Linked DNA regions of Zea mays: region 2 is linked to region 1. A link is a contact called in public Hi-C data. All regions are on one chromosome and are shown on one strand. Each heading gives the region's core, a stretch centred on a gene start, on an enhancer-like site or on the middle of the called end of the contact. The rest is flanking DNA. Distances are from core to core; before and after follow the strand shown.

Region 1 (6,684 bases), core at 2,839-5,338:
TGCGGGCCGTTCACGGTCTGCAGCTATACCGCGGTGCAGCTCTGCAGCTGCATGAAGGGCTTCTCGGTGAGGTCGCCGATGGACTGGGAACAGGGTGACCGGACAGGAGGGTGCGTTAGAGATGCTCCACTGGATTGCAGTACTGGTAACAACAGCAATGCCAGCGCGCCATCTTCAACGTCCGATGGCTTCTTCTCCATGCCTAGCATTGGGTTGCCTGACAACGGGCGTACCTTGCAGAACGCGAGGAGTTCAGCTGAATGCTCAACGGCATGTCTGACCAACTGCTCCTGCACTGCGTATTCCTATGGTGGCAGCCAGGGGTGCCTCGTTTGGCAGGGTGGGTTGCTCGACGCGAAACAGCCGCAAAGCAACGACGCCGACTATGTTTCCGACGTAGAAACTCTTCATCTTCGTCTCGCTGCAACAGAGTTTCAGACATCAGGACGCAGGAAAAGAGGAGTGACCATCGGTGCCGTCACCGGTGCGTGCGCTGCTGCCTTGGTTTTGCTGGCGCTGGCAGTAGCAGTGATCATCCGTAGGAGGAAGAAAACCAAGAACGGTCGAGGGGCTGCTGCCGGTGGTGGGCTCACGGCCTTTTCATACCGAGAGCTGCGTTCCGCGACCAAGAATTTCTCTGAAAAGCTCGGGCAAGGTGGCTTCGGCTCCGTCTTCAAGGGGCAGCTGCGTGACTCCACGGGCGTTGCGGTGAAGAGGCTCGACGGCAGCTTCCAGGGAGAGAAACAGTTCAGAGCTGAAGTGAGCTCCATCGGCGTCATCCAGCACGTCAACCTGGTGAGGCTGGTCGGCTTCTGCTGCGAGGGCGAGAGACGGTTCCTCGTCTACGAGCACATGCCGAACCGGTCCCTCGACATCCACCTGTTCCAGAGCGGCGGCGGCGTGTTCCTGGACTGGAGCACCCGGTACCAGATCGCCGTCGGCGTCGCCAGGGGCCTCTCCTACCTCCACGACGGCTGCCGGGACCGCATCATCCACTGCGACGTCAAGCCAGAGAACATCCTGCTGGGCGCGTCGCTGCTCCCCAAGATCGCCGACTTCGGGATGGCCAAGTTCGTCGGGAGGGACTTCAGCCGGGTGCTCACCACGATGAGGGGCACCAAGGGCTACCTCGCGCCGGAGTGGATCGGCGGGACGGCCATCACGCCCAAGGTCGACGTGTACAGCTACGGCATGGTGCTGCTGGAGCTCGTGTCGGGGAGGAGGAACGCCGGCGAGCAGTACTGCACGGCCAGTGGCTCTGGTGACGACGACGCCGCGCGGGAGGAGCTCGCGTTCTTCCCCATGGAAGCTGCGAGGGAGCTCGTCAAGGGGCCTGGCGTAGTCAGCGTCAGCAGTCTGCTGGATGGCAAGCTCTGCGGCGACGCCGATCTCGTGGAGGTGGAGAGAGCCTGCAAGGTGGCATGCTGGTGCATCCAGGACGACGAGGCCGACCGGCCGACCATGGGGGAGGTGGTTCAGATACTGGAGGGCGTCTTGGACTGCGACATGCCACCCCTGCCGAGGTTGCTGGAGACCATATTTGGGAGACCACACTCGTCAACAGAACAACAGACAACTACGGTTTCAGGCACGTCAACGTCACAACCCTTTACTAGTGGGAGTGGATCACACAATTAATTTGTCCGTGTATAATAATTTTTTAATCGAATATCAATATAACTGTTGTATATTTGGTCTTAGAAAGAATAAAAAAGAACAGTTGTATAGTTCTGTACGAAATTGGAGTTCTGCGGCTAAAATCTATTAGCAATGCACGTAATTTTGAATCCTGGTTAATTTTCTTTTTATAGAGATAGTGTTAAACTCGGTTAAAAAGTTATCATTCGGAGCATGTCTTTGCTGTTCTTTTTCTTTTCTTCGCTTTCTTTTTATGATCGAGATCTATATAAATAGATGTCTAATACAAGAAAAAACAGTGGGGTTTGCACAACACCAAAAAATCCAGAGTATTCATTGTGTTTTTAAGAGTTCATTATGATTAGTTTATTCTTATCGGAGCTTCGATCGTCACCGAAGAAAAGTTTCGATTCACAACTGGTATAGAATCCATGACATATAGGGATGGATGGCAAGCGCGACACTAAGTGCAGTGTCGTGATTTATCGCATTGTCATGGAGACATATGCCTCGGGATTTAGTTTCCCATACTCACACGCGCTATTTTCTAATTATCTGATTAATTGTGATTAATCGAGTGATCTTAAATGCACAGCCTAGAGGTAACGATGTGATCAGTGTGATAGAACCTGTAGGGTGAAAACAGAAACGGTAATTTTTAGATACCGGAAATCATTTTCGAAGTTTTGCCGAAATTTAGATGTAAATGGAAATATTTACTGAAAATACGGAAACGAAATCGGTAGAAAAAATAGGAATCAGAAGCGGAAACGGTTTGGGCTCTTTCGACTGTTTCCGAAAATTACTGTTTTATTCGGTATTTTACCGTTATTAATAAATTCGGTATTTTTCAGAAAAATATTAAATTTGAACTTACCTTTATAAATTCATAATAAAATTATCTTAGCTTAGAAAAATATGAAACTAATTTTAATATTTTCCTAAAATCAAGATCTATCTAATAATATATAATTTAGAATTGTTTGAAACTTTTATAAATCTTATTTATTTTTCTTACATGTTATTACTCTTAATACATATATTCATAATTTGCACGAGAACTTAAGAATAACCAAGAGAACACTAATTATATTGACTATGCCAAGTAGTAGGAGTATAAATAGAATGTAATTGTCATAGTATTATACACATCTTGATTCTACTTTATTTAAATACATAATAATTATTTTATTATTGTATCTACCTTATATATTTAATGTGACCTTATATCTTATATATTATTACTAATTTTATATATGAATGTATGACTTGCGTGAATTTTTGAAATCAATTGAAGATATATGTTATAATTTTTATCAATCGAATTTTAGATTCTGAGCCTAACAGATGTAATTTTCATACCAAACTTTCGTTTTCGATCTTTCCGAATTACCGATGTTATTTTTGTTTTCAGAGTTACCGTTTTCGATGAAAAATATGAAAACGAAAATAATTTTAGTGTTTACCTATTGTTTTCTATCATTTTACTCCTAGGAACCTGCTCGTCCAACTAATCGTTTGGGGATTTTGGTCCACTTCAATTTGTACCAATCATTTTTGGCCCACACAAAGCACTTGCGCGTACAGTTTAAAACATTGCACAGCTTACACTTCGCGCCTTTGTGACTTCGATTCATTTTTACAATTCTACTGACGCAGCAGAGTAGCGGATTTATTTCTGTTGGAAGTTGGGGCAGAAAGCGGTAACAAGTAGCACTGTTCAGTTCCAGAAGCATAACCGCATAAACAAACGCTAAAATAATAGTAACAATCGCATTCGTAGTAGGAAGAACAGAACAAGCAGCACGGATGTCAGTATCACGGGGGGCACTGCATCGAAACCAACAGAACATTCCTAGTTTCCTACCCACAACCCCAATATAACACGCAGTAGTTCCTCGCCTACTACAGTAGTTCTTCCCGCTACAGAAATCAGGAAGCGAAGGAATCGCAGTAGAGACCGGGGGTGCTCAGGCCCTCTCGCCCCGGATGCGGCGCGCGAGCTGGATGTCTTTGGGCATGATGGTGACGCGCTTGGCGTGGATGGCGCAGAGGTTGGTGTCCTCGAAGAGGCCCACGAGGTAGGCCTCGGCGGCCTCCTGCAGCGCGGCCACGGCGGAGGACTGGAACCGGAGGTCCGTCTTGAAGTCCTGCGCGATCTCCCGCACCAGCCGCTGGAACGGCAGCTTCCGGATCAGCAGCTCCGTGCTCTTCTGGTACTTGCGGATCTCCCGCAGCGCCACGGTGCCCGGGCGGAAGCGGTGCGGCTTCTTCACGCCCCCCGTGGCCGGCGCCGACTTGCGCGCCGCCTTGGTCGCCAGCTGCTTCCGCGGCGCCTTGCCGCCCGTCGACTTGCGCGCCGTCTGCTTCGTGCGGGCCATCGCTGCCGGCGGGGATTAGCTTGGGAGTGAGCGGCGAGGGGGGTTCGGATGGTTTGAGAGATGGGGCGCCTTGCAAGCTGTGTGATGCGGTCTGCCGTCGGAGGGGGCTTTGGGTTTATACTGGTGGCAGAGGGTGTGCTTGCCTGCTTGGGCGGGCACGCTGGGATGGCGAAAATTTTCGGAAGCGCTGGGCGCTGGCGCGGGCGGCGGACAACTATGGGTCGTTGGATTGGGAATTGGGATGGAGGGCGAGGGTGTCGCTGCTGCCTGCTGGCGGGGTCGATCCGCGTGTTGAGTGATCTGCGAGGTGATTGGCTGGGACGGCTTCGATGCGGATCGCCAGCCTCACCTAGTGCCCAATTCCCCGGGCCAGTTCTACGAATGTTGGGCTGTCTGCTGGGCTTCACGCAGCCCATCGTGGAGCGTCATTCGGACCTCAAAATTTCACGGCCGAAATGGTAGCCCGGTTAAGCGCATAAGCACACACAGTAGTCCAGCCCACCGTGGCGTGTGATGCACGCAGTGATTACATTTTTGTTATGTAAATTCCGAAAACCATTTTTTTACGAAAGTTTGATTTTATATTTTAAAATTTTAAACTGAAATACATAAAAACCTGTAGCGGTTTTCGTATCTTGTATATATCGGACCGAAAACGAGAAATATAGCATGAAACATGACTTCTGAATCGAGAAGTTTAACCATTGATGCAGGTCCTCTTTAGTAGGGCTCTTTCAAAGTCTCTTCCAAATTCCAAAGGCTCTTTAAAAAAATCTACCAAATAGTAGGCTTCTCAGTTAGCTTCTCCGTAAAAATAAAGGAGCTACTCCCATAAACCGAGCGAAGTCGAGAACCCAAAAAAGATGCTTCTCCTTCTCTCTTTTGTCCTCTCTCCTTCAAAAGGAGGAGCTGCATTTTCTAACCAAATGAGGTGCTCCTCTGAGGGCTCTTCCTAAAAATAAGGAGGGAACATTTTTTTCATAGAAGCAGAGAGAGAGGTGGAATTGTTGATGCAAGAGCCTCTGTAATAGTTTGATGGCCAAATATGCAAGCACAATGCACCGATACCATGTCTAAGACGCAAGTCCAGCACGGACACAATCGGCCCGATTGGTTTGCCTGCAGCCTTGGCGTCTGGCTCACGCAATCCTGCATCGATTGATACAGATGTTTCTTACTTCCCCGCGCATACAGGCTAATGAGCGTATAAAGGTCTAGCCTACACCTGCGCGACAAGCTCAGACGCTACCATGCAGCCAACCAATCACACGCCCAGCTACGGTCAACGCATGCACGGGACCTGCACGCAGGAGCTCGTCCAACCAATCATGCAGAATATGATGGTGCAGTGTGGCCTAGTCAATTTCTACCTCTAGATAAATACATGATGAATTAGAATTGTTTGATGCACAATACAAGCATATAAGAAAACATCTCCCTCCCAAACCCTAACTTCACATTCTCTCCTCTCTTTCACGACAATGTGCAACAATGTATGTGCATCCACGTGTGACATAGGCGTAGGCATGTGGCATAGGCGTGTGGCAGCCAACAGGGAGCACAACCCTCCACAACGATGGTGGCGCACAGTCGAAGGCGAGTCTACACAGATGTGACACATCCACAACTTGGAGAGCCTTACTAAAGAGGCTGCAATAGTGCGATGGCCAAATAGGTTACTCATGAAAGTCGCCTAGAGGGGGGGTGAATAGGCGGAACCTGAAAATTAAAACTTTATCCCCCAACTAGATCCCTTGATTAGTGGTTAGAACAAGATATACAAATATAGGAGTATATAAACTAAGTTCTTGCTTGGAAAGAGTATTGCTAAATAATGCGGGAGTGATAAATCAATACAACTAATAAGTTATAGAATAACAAAGCAAGAAGCCTTTAGATGAGAAGAGCACTAGGACAAGTTCTTTCTTGCAACGTGTTGCTTCACTAAATGGGAATTTAACTTGAAGCAACACCAAATGATATTAGCAAATAATGGTGCAAGAAAACTTAGAGCAAGGGAAAACAAACAAATCACAAGTAATAAACACAAAGGACACGGGTGATTTGTTTTACCGAGGTTCGGCCCTCGAAGGCCTAGTCCCCGTTGAGGAGTCCACTTAAGGACGGGTCTTTTTCAACCCTTTCTCTCTCTCCCCCGATCACACAAGGATCGGCGAGCTCTTCTTCTTCTCAAGGATCACTCTCGATCCCACAAGGACCACCACACTCTTTGGTGTCTCTTGCTAGCTTTTACAAGCCTCCAAAACTTTGGAGGAAGTTCGATGGGAGTCAATACTCCACGCACAAATGAACACAAAGATGTAGCACACACTATCTCTTAATGAATCTCACAAGGCGCTAGGGCTAAACTCAATTGAGTGGCTCTCAATTGCTTGCTCTCTCTCTTTTGTGGCACTTGTGTTGGTTGCAGTGGACTAAATCTTGTGTATAGGATGGATCAATGAATATATGTAGTTGGGAGGGCTTGAGTATGTCAACTAGATGACTTGGAATGTTGCTTGGGCTCCCATACATTGAAGTGGCCGGTTGGGGTGGTATTTATAGCCACCTTCCAATTTTGTAGCCGTTGGAGAAGCTGCTGGCGATGGGCGCACCGGACAGTCCGGTGCACACCGGACATGTCCGGTGCGCCAGCCACGTCATC
Region 2 (6,684 bases), core at 3,047-5,546, 270 kb after region 1:
AATTCAAATTTATACTTCTATTTTAGTTTTCAGATTTTTCAAATGTATCAATTGAAATCCAAGGGTGAATATAAACCATACTATTTTATTATTACTAGTTTAAGTTTTATTCTCCTTGTTTATTTATTTCATGAGATGTATAAATGGTTTCCTTTAAAAGAAAATTTCTTTTTCTCCTCATTTTTCTTATTTCCCAATGATACTTTGTTTAGATTTCTTCTACCAATTCCAAATTCAGAATTTGGGTGTTACAGGCCTCCACCCTGGTCATGTTTGGATGCCTGTATTTACCTGGGCCTGTCTCCATGGATGCAGCTTGGTCATGTTTGGTGGGCTGGTTGGGGAGTTGGGTCAGGCCACAACGATGCAAGATTCTTCTGGGAGCCAGGCTCATCACATACGCTAGAATCGGTCGTTCCTCAGGAGCCAGGCTCGCCGCGTGCTTGTGGGTGTGTGTTGACTAGCCAAAGTGAACGTACAGGGACTAACGGGGCTTGGTGCAACCAGCAAACCAAACAAAGTCTCAGCTGGACCGGATGCTACGCATACAGACATCCAAACAGTAACCAGTTGCATGCATAGAGTCTGGCCACATAGGGCTTGGCTGCGTTACGAGAGTCTGGCTGGCTTGATACACGCATCCAAACGCACCCCTGTGATTTGTGGAACTACAATCCACTATTACACGACCCATGTTGGCCCAATGTATTTTGTATTTGGTTTCCTTTCTCGCTTCATCTCATAGCTGGCGCATGCAGACTCCTCCTTCTACACTGCTTGTCCTTCTTCGTTGCAGCCACGCTCACAGCTCTCCGTCCAGTACCACCTCGCGCCCGAGCACCGCCTCCCCCACCATCGAGGAGGCCGCCCCAAGCGTCGTCGCCGCCGCCGAGTCGTGGCTCACCGAATTGGCCAAGCCACTTTATCCAATTAGATGTAGCAAATTTTTGTGCTGCCAGTTAGAGCATGATAGAGACAAAGAGTGAGGTCAGTTGTTGCAATCTGATCTTTGATTATGTATCACTAGTAACGTTCGCGCGCCTTGCACGCGTGGGAAATAATTTGTAACTTTAGTATTGAAGATGGTTCATGTTAGTTGTGTTTTTTAGATAATATAGAGCATGAAAGACAATATAGAGCATAACAGGCTTATATATAAAATAGAGTTAAGTTAGATGTGCCAGGAGCTAATATGTTTGTTACAATATTTAAACCTAGATTGCTATATTTACACGAAATGTCTTTAAAGGAGTTGAGCAGACATATATAATTATACAGAGGGCATTTCACAACTTAAAAGGTTGTCGACGATCTGAGAAATTAAAATCTTCAGTTCTTGAAAGATTTGGTGTCTGTTTTTTTTCTTTGATGCGTTGCTGTCCCTGTTTGAACCTGTAGTTGGAAATAATGACAGGCGGTTTTTAAAAGATAATAAAAAATCAAGCAAGCAGAAAAGGAAGTAATCGAAATGTTTAGTATAACTGGTTTTCATATTTAATTTCTATATTCAAGAAGCATATAGATGAGTGCATTGTCTTATGGTAGTAGATGAAGTCCTTTTAAAATGAGTTTTGTAGTAGATGGAAGAGTGTGAGCACCATGTAATAGCTAGGAATAAACTTGTTAAAATTTGTTGTGTCGATGTTCAGAGTATTATAGAGGAAAACAGGAAAAATAAAGGCATCTCCACATAAAACAGCAGTTTCATCACAAAGTATTTTTATTTTTTCAGTTTGAATGCATTGCCGATACCTTTCTCGTATTTGTGTGTATATGTGTACCTAAATTTATGTGTCTGTGTGAGGATTTGTGTATACAGAGACATGTACACAGCAGGATACGTAGATGCATAATTGTTGTGTAATAAAATATAAGCGGCGGATTGCATATATTTTTCAATGAATAGCATATTTAGGAAGCCTGAAGCTTTGTATATATTCACTATCCGAGTAGTAATACCTGGTCCTTTAGGGGATGTAACGTTTCAAAAGCAAGCTACGATTGTTCCAAGTGCTTCAGCGACCTGTTTCATTTGGGCCAAATCAAATTATAAATTGTTATATGTACGTTAAATAATTTTTAGAAGAAAGGATAACCAATTTATATGTTGGTATATGTAGTACGTAAACATATTAGGCAAAAGTATTTTGTTTATGATTTGCTGGGTGTACGAACCTGATCTTGATAGAAAAAGCAGGATGTAAAAATATATCCTCGATGGTTCAAAGCAACGAAACGACCTGGCGAGAGGGCCTGCAACATGTGGAATTAACAGATCAAATCTTGTTGTGTACATTAATGGCAATGAAAAATAGGACTATGATGGTGCTTACTAAACAAATCAAGTTTAGCTAAGAACTAAGAGGGAGTCGCCAAAGTGAAATCAAATCTTCTCTGGTGAACATAAGATTCTAGCATTTGCTTATCCTATACAGATTAACGTAAGGAGAACGGTGAGAGTGGCTACTTCTGCTTTTCATGTCAGACGACTAGGCTCCTTTTCGATCTCTCATTTTTCACCTACATGTTCTTTTTCCCCTCGAGCGAGCAGCGACAATAGGCCAGCAGCTGGGACCGAATCGAACCGGAAGGTGAAGAGCTGTTGCCATGCCGATGCTAGGATCTGACCAGAATAATTAACACTGCATTTTTTGAGTAATTGAAGAAACCTTTTGAAATTGACTTGTGCAATGCCGGTGCTAGGATTTGGCCAGAATAATTAGTGTTGCAATTTTGAGTAATTAAAGAACCATTTTGACTTGCACAACAAAGAAACCAGCCAGTAATAAGCATACTATTTTGCAGGACCGGGAGAGGGGACTTTGCGTATCGGCTCTGCAAATGGTGGCAGAAGAACGGGGGCGACAATGTCCGTTCCCCACTCCAACCCACAAAGGTACAACGTCTATTCGAAATCACCACAAAACCCTAGCGAACAGAAATAACGGAGAAGAGGAAGCATGGGAGGATGTTGACGGACACGCGCTTACTATGCAGCGAGGGAGACGATCGGGACCAGGAGTGTCGCTGATATCGTCGGAAGAAGAAACCGCCGGGAACCACGGTCGACGGAGGCGGCTTGGGCTTATGCGAGGGAGGCGGCCAGGTCAACGGGCTGTTTTTTTACTTACTCATGAACATTGGCGCAAGTGCAGCAGGTCCGAGCTCCAAAATGATTTAAGGGGAAAACCTATCTCCTCTATATCCTCGTCCTCCCAGATCAATACAGCCATAGGAGCTCTCCGGCACCCGCCCCGCTGTAGATCCAAATCAGGTGGACCTTCTCTCGTCGTGGTTAGGGAGAAGAGCGAGGGCGAGGGAGACATTGATGACGTGTTGGACGAACCTGTACCAACTGTGGAGACAGACGGAGCACACGAGGAGAGAGGACACACGGCTGTTGGTCCCCGACGTCGCCCTCACCCTCGCTGGGGACGCCAGGCCGTTTGAGAGGCCCTTCTGGGAGACAACGGAGGCGAGCTATTCATACATTTGTTTTACTGGAAGGTTCCAAACGCAAACAGACAGAGAAGAAATCGCGTCCGTTCATCAAACATCGTGTGCACGTTTTTTTTCCAGCCCACGTGGACGCACGGACGAGAGCGTTTGCGTCCCGCTTTGTATAGTAGTAATTTGGAAAAGCAGACACTTTTAGGCTATTCCTAGTGAAAGTTTCATTGCACGATTACGATTTTCAAAAGTAACATCAATTTTTGTCTATGAAACCGTGTATCCTGAGTTTCATCTGGATGAAACTCTCACTTCTCCCATAAAACTCCATCTTTCTTATCATAAATATCGTATCATATCATTAAATATGGTAATGTGTTATCTCATTTAATGAGAATGAAACTATATTTAATGAGAATGAAACTATATTTAATGAGAATGAAACTATGATAAAACTCCCGCCGGGAATGACCTTACGCCGTCTTGCTCTAGCTCGAAGCCACTCTCCTGCCGCCGCGTAGCTTATTAGCTCGTTGAGTAGTCCAAGGAACACAAGCCAATCTTGGCTGCTCTGACTTTGAACCTGACCTCAGAAGTCAAAAGCACATGTGAAAACTGATGACAAGTCACGGCTACGCATCAAGAATCTCCATGGAAAATGGTTCGCGTGCCTTATTTTAGTTCTCTGCCAACAGCCTTTCCCATTGTATCCCCTATTTCAAATTCCACTTAAAATTAATATTTTGCACGGTTATCTTCTATCTTCTATTTTAAACTTTAATTAAAACTAATATTTTACACACTATATATTATTATTATATATACACGGTGTGGTGGCCATAGCATATGGGGGAAAATATGGTATAGAGCCTCAGCTCTGCAAATCGCGAACTCAAGCCCAAGCTGTCAGTCTGTGGCATCCTCGATAGGCGATTCTCAATCCACCGCCAACATGTCCGGCAGCACGGCGCCGCCGCACGTCGTGGAGGACTTCTTAGGCGTCATCCAGATCTTCAGCGATGGTTCCATCGTCCGCGGCGACGAGTCGACCATCATGCCGGCAGGGCCGTGCCCGGACGTCCCCGGCGTCCAGTGGAAGGACGCCGTGTACGAGGCGACTCGCGGCCTCAAGGTCCGCGTGTACAAGCCGCCGCCGACCCCCGGCGGCGGCAACCAGGGCAAGCTCCCGGTGCTGGTGTACTTCTACGGAGGGGGCTACTGCGGCGGCGCCTACGACCACCCCTTGTTCCACTCCTGCTGCCAGCGCTTCGCCGCCGAGCTCCCCGCCGTCGTGCTCTCAGTCCAGTACCGCCTCGCCCCGGAGCACCGCCTCCCCGCGGCGGTAGAGGACGGCGCGGCGTTCTTCTCCTGGCTGCGCGCGCAGGCGCAGGCGCAGCCTGCTGCACCGGGCGCCGCCGACCCGTGGCTCGCCGAATCGGCCGACTTCTCCCGGACGTTCGTGTCCGGCGGGTCGGCCGGCGCCAACCTGGCCCACCACATCGTGGTCCGGATCGCCTCTGGGCAGATCGCGCTCGGCGCCGCGGTGCGCGTCGCCGGGTATAGGGCTGGAAAAAAAGCTCGAGCTCGACGAGCTGGCTCGGGCTCGCGGCAGCTCGGCTCGGCTCGGACCGGCTCGACGCTCCGAACGAGCCCGAGCCGAGCCTGTTTTTCTGGCTCGTGAAAAGAGCGAGCCAGCTCGGCTCGGCTCGGTGCAGCTCGCGAGCTGGCTCGTGGCTCGACCCAACAACAATTTGTTACATATAATCTTAATTAGCATATAATATTAATATCGAGTAGACAATTAATTTATGTTATTTGAAATTACTATACAAAAATAATCTATTTTATATATTATATTAGTGATATATCTATTTTACTAATTTAAAATATGTTATTTAAAATATTTTTAAGATTTTATATTATAATTTAGAGAGTAGATTTAATTTTATGCCTAGGCTCGTTGGCTCGGCGAGCCGGCTCGCGAGCCAGGAGCGAGCCGAGCCGAGCCGCTTTTTCGAGCTCGTGAGATGGGCGAGCCGAGCCGAGCTCGGCTCGTTACACGAGCGAGCCGCAGCGAGCCGAGCTCGGCTCGGCTCGTGCCGTCCTCTTCTCCGCATTCTTTGGCAGCGTCGAGCGCGTGGCGACGGAGTCCGATCCCCCGGCCGGCGTGTACCTGACGGTGGAAACGATTGACCAGCTCTGGCGCATGGCGCTGCCGGTGGGGGCCATCCGGGACCACCCGCTGGCGAACCCGTTCGGCCCGGGCAGCCCGAGCCTGGAACCGCTGCCGCTGCCGCCGGCGCTCGTCGTGGCGCCCGAGCGCGACGTGCTGCACGGCCACGTGTGGCGCTACGCCGCCAGGCTCAGGGAGATGGGGAAGCCCGTGGAGCTCGCCGAGTTCGCGGGAGAAGGGCATGGCTTCTCTGTCGGACCGTGGAGCGAGGCGAGGGATGAGCTGATGCGAATCTTGAAGCGCTTCGTGAACCAGGGCGCTGCTCTCGGCTGAGGTGAATTTGTCGCTATTGCCTTAGGCTGAGTCCAGTGCACAGCCTCTCTCTCGCCCCTGCCACGTCAGCTCTCGCCTCCACTCTCACTTCTGCTGCTCCAGTGCACAGGCTGTAGCAGGCTATAGCCTCAGCCCATAACCACATCAGCTTTTCTATTTCAGGATTAAATAATTCACACAGATTTATTTCAACGCTTACAAATCACACAACATAATATTTTTTATTGAATTTAAAATTACAAAGTGTATAATAATTAAAAGAAAAGTACATGACAATTAAAAAATTACATAACAATTAATAGAAAATTACATAAATCTAATTATGACCTCCAACAGGTAGGGATATTTATAGATGGATTGGAAATGAAATTTGTGATTTTTTGCAATTTTTTTTTTGAATTTTTTGGACTCCAAACGGTAAAAAACGGCTAGTCCACGTGGCACACGTGGACCAATCACGTCGCGCCACCGCACTCTCGCCCGCCTCACTCTCGCCCCGTCAGTGCGTCGCCCCCCTCTCGCCTCCCTCTCGCCTCCCTCTCGCCCAGACGCGCGCGCCAACGCGGGCGAGAGCGGGGCGATATCGCCCGCTCTCGCCGGGCGTGAGTGCCGTCGCCCTCTCTCTCCCTCTCGCCTGCCTATCGCCTCGCGCGGGGCGGTAGAGGGCCCTTCTCGCCTCCCTTCTAGCCCCCATTGGCACCAGCCTTAGTCCAGCTCGCAGTTGACAC

The links. Hi-C and Micro-C count contacts between places; a contact is called where the count stands out from the background.
Region 2: a Hi-C map of tassel shows a contact between it and region 1, with 2.8 times the contacts expected there. The contact joins the promoter of LOC103649745 here to the promoter of LOC100192589 in region 1. A contact is called at or near these places in 2 of 25 Hi-C or Micro-C datasets (ear and tassel).

What each region holds. Positions count from the first base shown.
Region 1 is chr3:15,422,994-15,429,677 of Zm-B73-REFERENCE-NAM-5.0, forward strand. It overlaps LOC100192589 (Histone H3.2), which reads right to left and starts at 4,089. Exons shown (of 1, transcript NM_001137804.2): 1 at 3,329-4,089. The coding sequence starts at 4,019. The coding sequence ends at 3,609. LOC103651777 (G-type lectin S-receptor-like serine/threonine-protein kinase At2g19130) reads left to right here. Exons shown (of 1, transcript XM_008677477.4): 1 at 1-1,811. The coding sequence ends at 1,638.
Region 2 is chr3:15,690,876-15,697,559 of Zm-B73-REFERENCE-NAM-5.0, forward strand. LOC103649745 (probable carboxylesterase 15) reads left to right here and starts at 4,297. Exons shown (of 1, transcript XM_035966152.1): 1 at 4,297-6,148. The coding sequence starts at 4,403. The coding sequence ends at 5,131. It overlaps LOC118476634 (probable carboxylesterase 15), which reads left to right and starts at 5,492. Exons shown (of 2, transcript XM_035966153.1): 1 at 5,492-5,957. The coding sequence starts at 5,492. The coding sequence ends at 5,956. It overlaps LOC103649744 (a long non-coding RNA gene), which reads right to left and starts at 3,471. Exons shown (of 5, transcript XR_563681.3): 1 at 3,347-3,471; 2 at 2,176-2,253; 3 at 1,960-2,023; 4 at 1,294-1,392; 5 at 486-952.